Linked DNA regions of Mus musculus: all the other regions are linked to region 2. The links are chromatin contacts, called in public HiChIP or PLAC-seq and promoter capture Hi-C maps. All regions are on one chromosome and are shown on one strand. The core of a region is the stretch at or near the end of the contact, and the rest is flanking DNA. Distances in the headings are between cores, read along the strand shown. Region 1 holds the start of Trim6 (tripartite motif-containing 6). Region 2 holds the start of Trim12c (tripartite motif-containing 12C). Region 3 holds the start of Trim30d (tripartite motif-containing 30D).

Region 1 (3,176 bases), core at 81-2,580, 130 kb after region 2:
TCTGCCCCAGTAAACGTTCACCAAAACTCTAGAATCCACCCATTGTATTGCTCTGTCCACGCTACATATTAAAAAAATGTTAAGGAGACGGCTCAGTGGGTAAGAGCACTGACTGCTCTTCCGAAGGTCCTGAGTTCAAACCCCAGCAAGCACATGGTGGCTCACAACCACCAGTAATGAGATCTGATGCCCTCTTCTGGTGTGTCTGAAGACAGCTACATTGTACTTATGTATAATAATAAATAAATTTTTTTTTTTAATGTTAAAGCTCAGAGGCTAAATAAACAGACTGGGGACATACGGCATCCAATTTTCAGGTCCTGTACTGAAACACACGCAACATAACTAGCTGTAACACCTATTTTTCTCAAATGACTGATAAAATAAATGTCCCTTTGCTGTGTCGGTAGCTCAGGCCTGTAATCGTAACACCAGAGAAGAGGGTTGGAATCAAGAAGATGGTTAGCGATAGGGTAGCTTGGGTTATAGAAGGATATATCTGAAAAAAAATTGAGTTTACATACATACTTTTAGAATACATAAATTCAATGCTCCCTATCTCAGCCAAGTTATTCACAATAAATCACCTCACTGTCTCGGCCTGCCTCCGTCAGAAGTGACTCAGCAGAGTAACGGGGCGGTAGGCACCCCCAGAGAAGGTCCGCAGATGAAGAGTACCCGGTAGGCAAACTTCTCCAGAGCACGTCCGGAAGCCTAATTCCGAGGGCCAGAAATCCTGGCTGGGGTCTGTTCCTAACTCCGCCCAGCTTGCCTCGGCTTCCTCTGGAGAGGCCCTAGGGCTCCTAGCTCCGACTGGTTGCAGCCGGTGTAGACCGGGTCGGGGCAGGTAGAGTAGCTCATCTCCCAACTCTTCCTGGAAGAAGCCGGGCCTGCTTGGGAGGGGGTTGGGGGTTGGGGGGAATAAACCTACTTCCTGGAGCTGGGGGAGGAGATGTTGACCTCTGAATCCACTCGGGACTCCGAACGGGAATCTCCCAGAGCAGTGTGCCTTTGCCTCCAAAATCCAGGTTCAACGCCCGTTTCCCGCTTAGGGCTATAGGAATACTGCCTATTCCTAGCCGCGAACATGCCTCTCCAATGCTTCCCAAACTCAAGGAAACTCAAAGAGGCAGTCCCGCAACTCTTCTTGCACGCGTGAGCCCCAACACAAATAGTAAGGCAGCACAGACTCTACACACCAGTGGGACAGCAACGACTGGTCAGAAAATGGGTTTGCTCACCAATCTGGAATCCGTGCCTGGATCAGTGCCGAGGACTTGCAGCCAAGGAGACGGCTCCTTCCAGTACTAAAGCCGGACTCCAGGAAAAAGGGGCGGGCCTGGCGGAGGAGGCGGGGCTGACCCCTGTGCTGGCTGGGACCAAACCCCGGGTCAGAAATGCGAAGATGCCCTAGACAAGTCTATGGAACAGTCTTTAAGAACATCATCATTAGAGACTTAGGCTTTCTACCGTATGCAAGTGTTTAATACACCTGTTCTCACTATCAATATATTGAAATGTCTAAAGAATAAAAGGTCTAGCCATACAATTAAAAGGTGACTGCATTTGATGGATTACAAAAATCTGCCAACTTTAAATTACCTGTGTGTATCTCTAATTTTAACGCATGGAACCAAAAGACTACTTTTATACTGAAGTACTTATACATTTACATATGCAAACTGAACTGGACTGGAACTGGACTGTAAGGGTTTTGGGTTTTTTGTTTGTTTGTTTGTTTTTAAGATTTATTTATTTATTTTATGTATATAAGTACACTGTTGCTGTCTTCAGACACATCAGAAAAGGGCATCGAATTCCTATTACAGATGGTTGTGAGCCACCATGTGATTGCTGGGAATTGAACTGAACTACTCAGGAAAAGCAGTCGGTGCTCTTAACCACTGAGCCACCTCTCTAACCCCTAGACTGTAAGTTATTAAAGGCAGGGCTACTGTGAAAAGAAAAGAATGCCAAACTTCCTGGTTTGGGAGACTGACAACCCAACTGATCTCAGAAGATGGGGGGAGGGGGAAAGACTTTGGGGAGGAGCTGGGGGTGGAGTAGGAAGTGGCTCAGCAGTAAATTGTTTGCCTTACCTGCATGAGCCTGTGAACTGGGCTGACTCACAATTGTAATTCAGCATTAGGAGACTGAGGCAGGAGGATTACTCATAAATTTAAACCAGCCTGGGCTACAGAGTGTTTTTGCCTCGAAAAACTTAAAACACAAAATGAAAAGTCAAGTCAGGAATAGATGTTTGGAGTGAGGATGGGAAAACATGGTGCAAGCATTCCTTTTTTTTTTTTTTTTTTTTTCTGGTTTTTCAAGACAGGGTTTCTCTGTAGCCCTGGCTGTCCTGGAACTCACTTTGTAGACCAGCCTGGCCTCAAACTCAGAAATCCGCCTGCCTCTGCCTCCCAAGTGCTAGGATTAAAGGTGTGTGCCACCACGCCTGGCTGGTGCAAGCATTCTTAAGAATCATAGAAAAACAGAGCAGAGAAGATGGGACGCTCAATGTCTAACATACAAGGGTAAGGTTTATTTGGTTTTGAGACAGGGTGATGTGACATGCATATTTCTCCCAGGCTGATTTCAAACTTGCTGTGTAGCTGAGAATGGTCCAGATTCTGCTTCTGTGGTGGTGGCGGTATTGCAAGCGTGCATCCCCTTGCCCCAGCTGATCCAGTGTTGAGCATTGAACCCAGGCTTTGTGCGTCCGGGCAAACACTCTGCCAATGGGATTAGCTCCTAAAAGAGATTTATAGACAGCACAAATAGGTGGCACCATCATATGGAGGAAGAATTTGGTAAGATCTCAAAGACAGGGAATGTGGGATGAGAGGATCTCTGAATGTGTGGTTCTTCAAGATTTCTGTGTTCTTACACTCCTTTGATTACTCCAGACTTGGTTGTTCTGTTACACAAAATTGCTATGGAGCCTGAGTTTGCCTGCTGGTATCATGGTTGGGGGTTCTCTGGATTGTCTCTTTAAATTCCAAATCAGTTCTCAGAATTGTAACTTTGTTTGTTTGGTTTGTTTGTTTGGACAAGGTTTCTTTGTATAACTGCCCTGGCTGCCCTAGAATGCCTTTGTAGACCAGGCTGGCCTTGAACTCAGAGATCTGCCTGCCTCTGCATTCCTGATTGCTCGGATTAAAGGAATAAACCACCAT
Region 2 (3,518 bases), core at 445-2,944:
CTTAAGTAAAATGTAGAAAAGACAGAGACATGGTAGCTCTTGCCTCTATATTTCCAGGAATTAGAAACTATCCTAACACTCTAAATACTTGGTGAGTTCTAGGCCAGGCTTGAATATAGACTAAATCCCTGCCTCAAAAGAAATGTTAGAGGGTTTTTCATAACTATTAACATTTCAGAAGACTTGGAACATCAAAGCATTGTTTGTAAGCAATTGTGTCCACAGCAAGAACAACAGTGAGGCTTATGACCTCATCAAGATATGAAATTTAGGTAAGTGTATAGCTATGGATAGAGCACTAGCCCAGCATCCACAAGGACCGTGGTTCAATCACTGAAGTCAAAAGCCAAACTAAACAACAACAGCAAAAGTTCATGATCCCAGCACTGGGGAGGCTAAGGGAGCTAGAGCTCATTTAGGGTCAGTCTATCTGAAAGGAAGAAGAGTATAAGACAGTTGTAAGTATGTGAAATAAATTCAAACTACAGAGTTATGTCTGCTGTCACTCATCATTCCATATTTCAGTAGATCTGAGACTGTAGGGAAATAATTAGAGAGGCAAACAGGAAAGGGGATGAGACAGGTGATGGTGGCTTCTCCAACATTCACTCACACAACTGACTTTCTTTAATTAATTTGTGATTTATTTATTTATTCTTCTCTTTCTTTCTCCCTTCCTTTTCTCTTTGGAAAGCTTCAGGTGTTTCCCATGCCATCCTGATGTCAGTCACCATAGCTGAGGATGGCTTTGAGCTCCTGATCTCATGCAGCCAGCTGCAAGGCAGTGGCATCCTGTGCTGGTTTGAATAACAATGGCCCCAGAGGCTAAGATTTTTTGGATACTTGGTTCTTAGTTATCAGGACACTGTTCAGGAAAGATTAGGAGTGTGGCATTCTTGGAGAAAGTATGGCATGGGTGCAAGCTTTCAGAATTCAGTAGACTCTGAACCCCACCATCATTCTCTCTCTGCCTCAGGTTTCTGTAAGATGTGTCTCCAGTTGTGACTTCTCACTTCCTACTCCAGCACCTGCTCCAGCTCACTGCCTGTTATCAGGTTCTCCACTGTGGTGGTCATGAACTTTAACCCATAGGAACTGTGAATGCCAAATTAAACACTCTCCTTGTAACTTGTCCTAGTCATGGTATTTATCAGAGAAGTAGAAGAGTAAGTAAGACAGACCGCAGGGGCCACCACACATGGTTATATACACTTCTGAGGACCATCCCAGTGCTCCATGCTTGATAGGCAAGCACTATGTCAACTGTACCTCATTCTCAGCTCTACAGATTTCTCCCTTCTAATTCCGGTACTGCTGAGTCACTATATAGGTGTTCAATACACCTCTAAGCCAAATAGGAACCTCCAAGATATTCTGGTGAGGGACTCCTAGAAGGGAGGAAATGAATGGGTGGATCAGATCAGCACTGGAAAAGGACTAAGTCTGTTGAGCCACACAATACATAATCTGGTGGAGACTATTGGGCAGCTGGAGAGCCCTCTGCAGCTCATTACTCTCTGCTGTGAGGGTGGTGAGGTGTTTCTGCCTGGCTCTGCACATAACTCCTCCCCAGTCTCCAGAGCCAGCCAATGCTGATATGAGGATAACTTCCTCAGTCAGTGTGGGCCCTGCAGGCTTATGCAAAGGCATCTCATTGGTCTGTAGAGTTGTGGTTTCTGTTTCATTTCCAGCTCTCAAACTTTCGTTTCTCTAGCTTCGAGTCGGAAATACCTTGAAGTTCTGGATTGGTTAGTTAATTCTCCCTGGTTTACAACTTTCTGGCGTCTGATAACGGGCTGAGCAATTTTAGGGGGCAGACTTTTGAAGACTTTGAAAGGAGAACATTGCTTTTGCTTGGGTGAGTTTATCCTGTAAAAGCGGGGGAGGGGAAGGGGGAGGGGCTGCCGGCCTCTGGCTGAAAATGCAAATGGGGGAGCTTGAGGGAGGTGCCTCCTCAACAACAACAACAAAACACCACCACCACCAACAACAACAACAACAACAAAACTACTTTAAAGTTGTGTTTTTTCCAGGTTTAGTCTCCCCCTTCAGTTTCACAATCTGTAATTTTGAATTGTACCTTGTGCACGAGACCCAGAGCGTTGTTTCCTACCACAGACATTCCCTTTCCAGGCAGCAAAGCTGGATCAGAGCCTCTGCTTTTCAATGTGTTTTTGTGTGATAAAGTGGTACTTCCGCATACTTTAGGGCTTTGGTTCTTTACCGGATCGGACTCGTTTGAATGACCTTTTCACAGGAGTTGCACTTTAGATATCTCGCATATCATATATTCATATTATGATTCACAACAGTAGAAAAATATAGTTATGAGGTAGCAAATACCACAGTTTTATGGTTGGGGTCAATACAACACGAGGAAGTTTTCTAAAGAGTTGCAGCATTAGGAAAGTTGCAAAATACTCCTCTAAGAGTCCCAGAGTTTCTCTCAGTTTAGTACCAGAGACTGAGAGCCTGTTATTTAGTCACAGACCCTGTTTGACAGTCCCAAGCCTGGGAATAACTTCAGCTATTATCTTTCCCCTTCCGATATTTTCTCCATACCAATATAGACTTCAGCCCAGCTTGAGATTCCAGATAAACAGGAGGCAGAAGGATTATAAATTGATGGCCATCATCAGCAACTCAATAAGACTCATTCATAGAATATTTTTTTAAAAGACATCTGTGACTTAGTTCAGTGATAGAGTACTTTTCAAGCTTTGGGTTCAGTTCCCACGCAGAGGGGAAGGGGTGTTTGAAGATGGGAAAACTACTATGAGCATGCTCCAGTGACACATCTGAAGATTTCCCCCAAAGTGCCAGCTTTTGTAAGGTTTCTTGGAGAGAGGATACATTTTATGTTGCCCAGACTGGTCTCCAGCTTGTCCGACAGCCCCAGCCCCAAGTCTCTGTAGTGTCAGGAGCACATGACTGCAATAGCCTCTTTCTACCTTTAAAGAAAGAAAATTAAATTTTTGATTGATGTTAAAAAATGACAAATTAAAAAAAAAAAAAAAAAAAGCTTGAGAGAGCCATGGGAGAAACCAGTGTGATCAGGGATATCATGGCTTTGCTCTAAAGCTAATCTAGACGCCCAGAAGACATCAACAAACCTTCTCCTGTCAAGGTTGATTTTGTGTGTTTTGCTTTCTCAACAACTGTTTCTTGTCCGTGTTCATAAGCCAGTGCCTTCATTCTTGAATTTGCTTGAGTTCTTCCCTCCCCTCCCCTTCCCCTCCCCTCCCCTCTCTCCCTCTCCCTCTCCCTCTCCCTCTCCCTCTCCCTCTCCCTCTCCCTCTCCCTCTCCCTCTCCCTCTCCCTCTCCCTCTCCCTCTCCCTCTCCCTCTCCCTCTCCCTCTCCCTCTCCCTCTCTCTAAGTTAGTGTGGCTATGAATCTGTTACCTTTATTTCCTTACATATTGTCTTAAAGAAAGAACTTGGAGCAGCTGGGCACATGCATTTAATTCCAGTACTGGGAAGGCTGAGACAAGAGGAACCTTGTGAGTTCTAGGCCAACC
Region 3 (3,104 bases), core at 343-2,842, 150 kb before region 2:
CGGAACAACATTATGAACTAACCAGTACCCCGGAGCTCTTGACTCTAGCTGCATATGTATCAAAAGATGGCCTAGTCGGCCATCACTGGAAAGAGAGGCCCATTGGACACGCAAACTTTATATGCCCCAGTACAGGGGAATGCCAGGGCCAAAAAGGGGGAGTGGGTGGGTAGGGGAGTGGGGGTGGGTGGGTATGGGGGACTTTTGGTATAGCATTGGAAATGTAAATGAGCTAAATACCTAATAAAAATGGAAAAAAAAAAGAAAATACTAGGGCAGGAAAATGGGAGTGGGTGGGGAGGAGCACCTTCATAAAGGCAGGGGGAGGGGGGAATGGGATAGGGGTTTCCGAAGGGAAGACCTAGAAAGGAAAAAATATTTGAAATGTAAGTAAAGAAAATATCCAATTAAAAAAATCCTTAAAAAAAAAGAAAATAAGATTAGGAGTGTGGCATTATTGGAGAAGGTATGGCATGGGTGCAAGCTTTCAGGATTCAGTAAATTCTGGCCACCAACAACAACATTCTCTCTCTGCCTCGGGTTTGTGTCTAGTTTGTATCTCAAGTTGTGACTTCTCAATTCCTGCTCCAGCACCCTGTCTCCCTGCCTGGTGTCCTATGCCCCACTGTGGTGGTCATGAACTCTACTGTGAGCCCCAAATGAAACACTTTCCTTACAACTTGTCCCAGTCATGGTATTTATCACAGCAGTAGAAGAGTAACTAAGACAGACCACATGCAGGAGCCACCACACCTGATTTTGTACAGTGCTGAAGGAACACCATTGGCCTCCATAATGATAGGCAAAGACTACTCTCAGAGAAGCCCATTCAAAGCCCTACACATTTCTACCCTCTACTCGGGGAATGGTTTAGCAGTAGTACTGGTCTTTATTACAAATCCTAAAGCAAATGGGACCTTGTAAAACATTCTGGTGGGGGACTTCTGGAAGGGAGAAATGAATGGATGGATCAGATCAACACTGTGAAAGGACAAAGTCTATTCAGCCACAGAATACATAATCTGGAGGAGACCATGGGGCAGCTGGAGAGCGCTCGACACCTCACTACTCTCTCTGCTGTGAGGGTGGTGAGGTGTTTCTACCTGTCTCTGCACATGACTCCTTCCCATCCTATCCCTGATGGTTCAAAATCTTGCTTGTGTGGCAGCTTCCCTGAACTGCAACTTCCTTCCTGTTGTCATTCTGTAAGAGTCCAGCTCCAACCTTGGAGAAACACTGCAGTTTTCTGTTCCTAGCCCTGTTTATTTTTACCTTTATGTCACACTTGCCACCAAGGCAAAGCCAGTACAGGAGCTCAGGTGCAGGAGAAGCCCACATGGGAAAGGCTCTCATTCCATATTTATACACGGTCAGGAACTTTTTTTATTGATTGTATCATGAGTCTGAACAAGTGACACAACAAGTTCCTGAAGCTCTGAAAATGTCCCAAGCTCCTGAAAGACAGAGCTGACCCAAGGCAACTGACTCCCTCTGGTGGTAAAACTCCAGTTAATGATGAGGTACCACCCCATTGGTTGGTAGTTCTTTAGTTTCTTTTTCTCAGTTCCTGCCCTCAAAGTTTTAACTTTCATTTCTCTACTGGCTCTTCAGAGGAGCAGCACAGTTGGCTGAATCATCAGGACTTAGACTCTGGCCTGTATTTGTTCCTCTCCACAAATCCTGGGTCTCTTGGTTGGTATCTGAAGGTGTGAGCCAATTTTCAACTGCAGAGTTTGAAGAAATTTAGAAGAAGGCACAGTCTTTGCTCTGGTGAGTTTAAGTTGGAGTTAAAAAGCAGGAGGGTGTTGGAGGGGAACTGCTGGCTTCCTGCTGAGTATTGTGGGATGAGAGCCAGAGACAGGGTGGCCTAAAGGAAGACAGCTCTCATAGTATGTTAGGAGATGTCCAGTTGTTGTACCAAACATATTTCAGACTTTTCTAATCTTTAATTATGATTTGCATCATGAACCTTCTGCTCCAAGACAGACTTTGGTCTCCCTAAATAGAAGAAGTACAGCCAAAGGAGTGTATGAAAGCAAAACTTTAAGATTTCTTTGAGTAATAGTGGCTTTACACATGATTCTAAGGGCTCGTTCTCTATGCTGCTGTCTCTGTGATAGGAATTCTTGATCTCTGTGTAGCTTCCTATTAATGTACTTGTACTATGAAACAGTCCAAAGTCTGTAGAGAATCCCTAATGTCACTTAAAAGTCAGTACCATAGCCTGCCCTTGTCCTTGGGTCATAAAACCTAATCTAAAGAAGAAGAAATATCCAGGAGGTGTAATTTATTGAGGTGCATTTAGTGCATTGGAGGAGCACTTGCATGTTTGTACAAGACCCTAATTTAATCCCAACGAAAGAGACAGTGGATGGGGTAAAAGGAGGATTGGACAAGAGAGGGAGAGGGGGAGGGGGAGGGGGAGAGAGAGAGAGAGGGAGAGGGAGAGGGAGGGAGGAGAGAACAACACTGGTAAAGCACTCTCCAGAAGTGCCCAACCCAGGCTGACCTCATGGAATTGCCCTGTGTCGACCTCCCCAGCAGCTGAGATTACAAGTGTACATTAACCCCAGGAGAAACAGCATGGCCTCTTAATTGAGCTTAATGACATAAAAGAATCAAAGATGTCTGCTAATAGAAAGATCTAGAGATCTTGAGAACCATGAAAGAAAAGAAGGCAGTTGGAGCAGAGAATCCAGGCTTCCCCCAAGCTAATTTAGACACCAGAAGACACAGGTCAAGCCTTCCAGTGTCCAGGTTGGTTTGAGGGCTGTAAAGAGTCCACTCATGCCGGAAGTGGTGGCTCAAACCTTCAATCCCAGCACTTGGGAGGCAGAGGCAGGTGGATTTCTGAGTTGGAGGCTACCGTGGTCTACAAAGTGAGTTCCAGGACAGCCAGGGCTATACAGAGAAACACTGTCTAAAAGAAAAAGAAAAAAAAAAAAAAAACGAACAAACTGCTTTGGCTCCCTACAGGTTGAGCACATGCTACACCCACTCCAGTGCTCTCTGGATTCTCAAATGAAAGACACACACAAACCCACTCCCAAAAAGACACACAAAAACTAGATTAATTTTCATATGCCTTGATTAGCTCAAAGGCT

Evidence for each region. Promoter capture Hi-C pulls out the DNA fragments that hold promoters and counts their contacts. HiChIP or PLAC-seq counts read pairs in DNA pulled down with a chosen protein or histone mark.
Region 1: an H3K27ac HiChIP or PLAC-seq map of epiblast stem cells shows a contact between it and region 2. The contact joins the promoter of Trim6 here to the promoter of Trim12c in region 2. A contact is called at or near these places in 6 of 39 promoter capture datasets (3T3-L1-derived adipocytes, hematopoietic stem and progenitor cells, hippocampal neurons and 2 more), 2 of 15 datasets of contacts at CTCF or cohesin (large pre-B cells and pro-B cells), 5 of 484 Hi-C or Micro-C datasets (B cells, LSK cells, embryonic stem cells and 2 more), 8 of 115 datasets of contacts at active chromatin or transcription factors (embryonic stem cells, epiblast stem cells and extraembryonic endoderm stem cells) and 3 of 9 other capture datasets (adipose tissue, liver and macrophages).
Region 3: a contact with region 2 is called in a promoter capture Hi-C map of macrophages, with 6 read pairs. The contact joins the promoter of Trim30d here to the promoter of Trim12c in region 2. A contact is called at or near these places in 1 of 39 promoter capture datasets (macrophages), 2 of 115 datasets of contacts at active chromatin or transcription factors (bone marrow-derived macrophages and memory CD8 T cells) and 1 of 9 other capture datasets (macrophages).

Annotation. Positions count from the first base shown.
Region 1 is chr7:104,216,949-104,220,124 of GRCm38.p6, reverse strand. Trim6 (tripartite motif-containing 6) reads right to left here and starts at 1,330. Exons shown (of 8, transcript NM_001013616.2): 1 at 1,242-1,330.
Region 2 is chr7:104,351,534-104,355,051 of GRCm38.p6, reverse strand. Trim12c (tripartite motif-containing 12C) reads left to right here and starts at 1,694. Exons shown (of 8, transcript NM_001146007.1): 1 at 1,694-1,858. It overlaps Gm38525 (tripartite motif-containing protein 30A-like), which reads left to right. Exons shown (of 8, transcript XM_006508379.2): 8 at 1-493. It overlaps Gm36430 (a long non-coding RNA gene), which reads right to left and starts at 3,015. Exons shown (of 6, transcript XR_003946847.1): 1 at 2,081-3,015.
Region 3 is chr7:104,506,337-104,509,440 of GRCm38.p6, reverse strand. It overlaps Trim30d (tripartite motif-containing 30D), which reads left to right and starts at 1,592. Exons shown (of 8, transcript NM_199146.2): 1 at 1,592-1,770.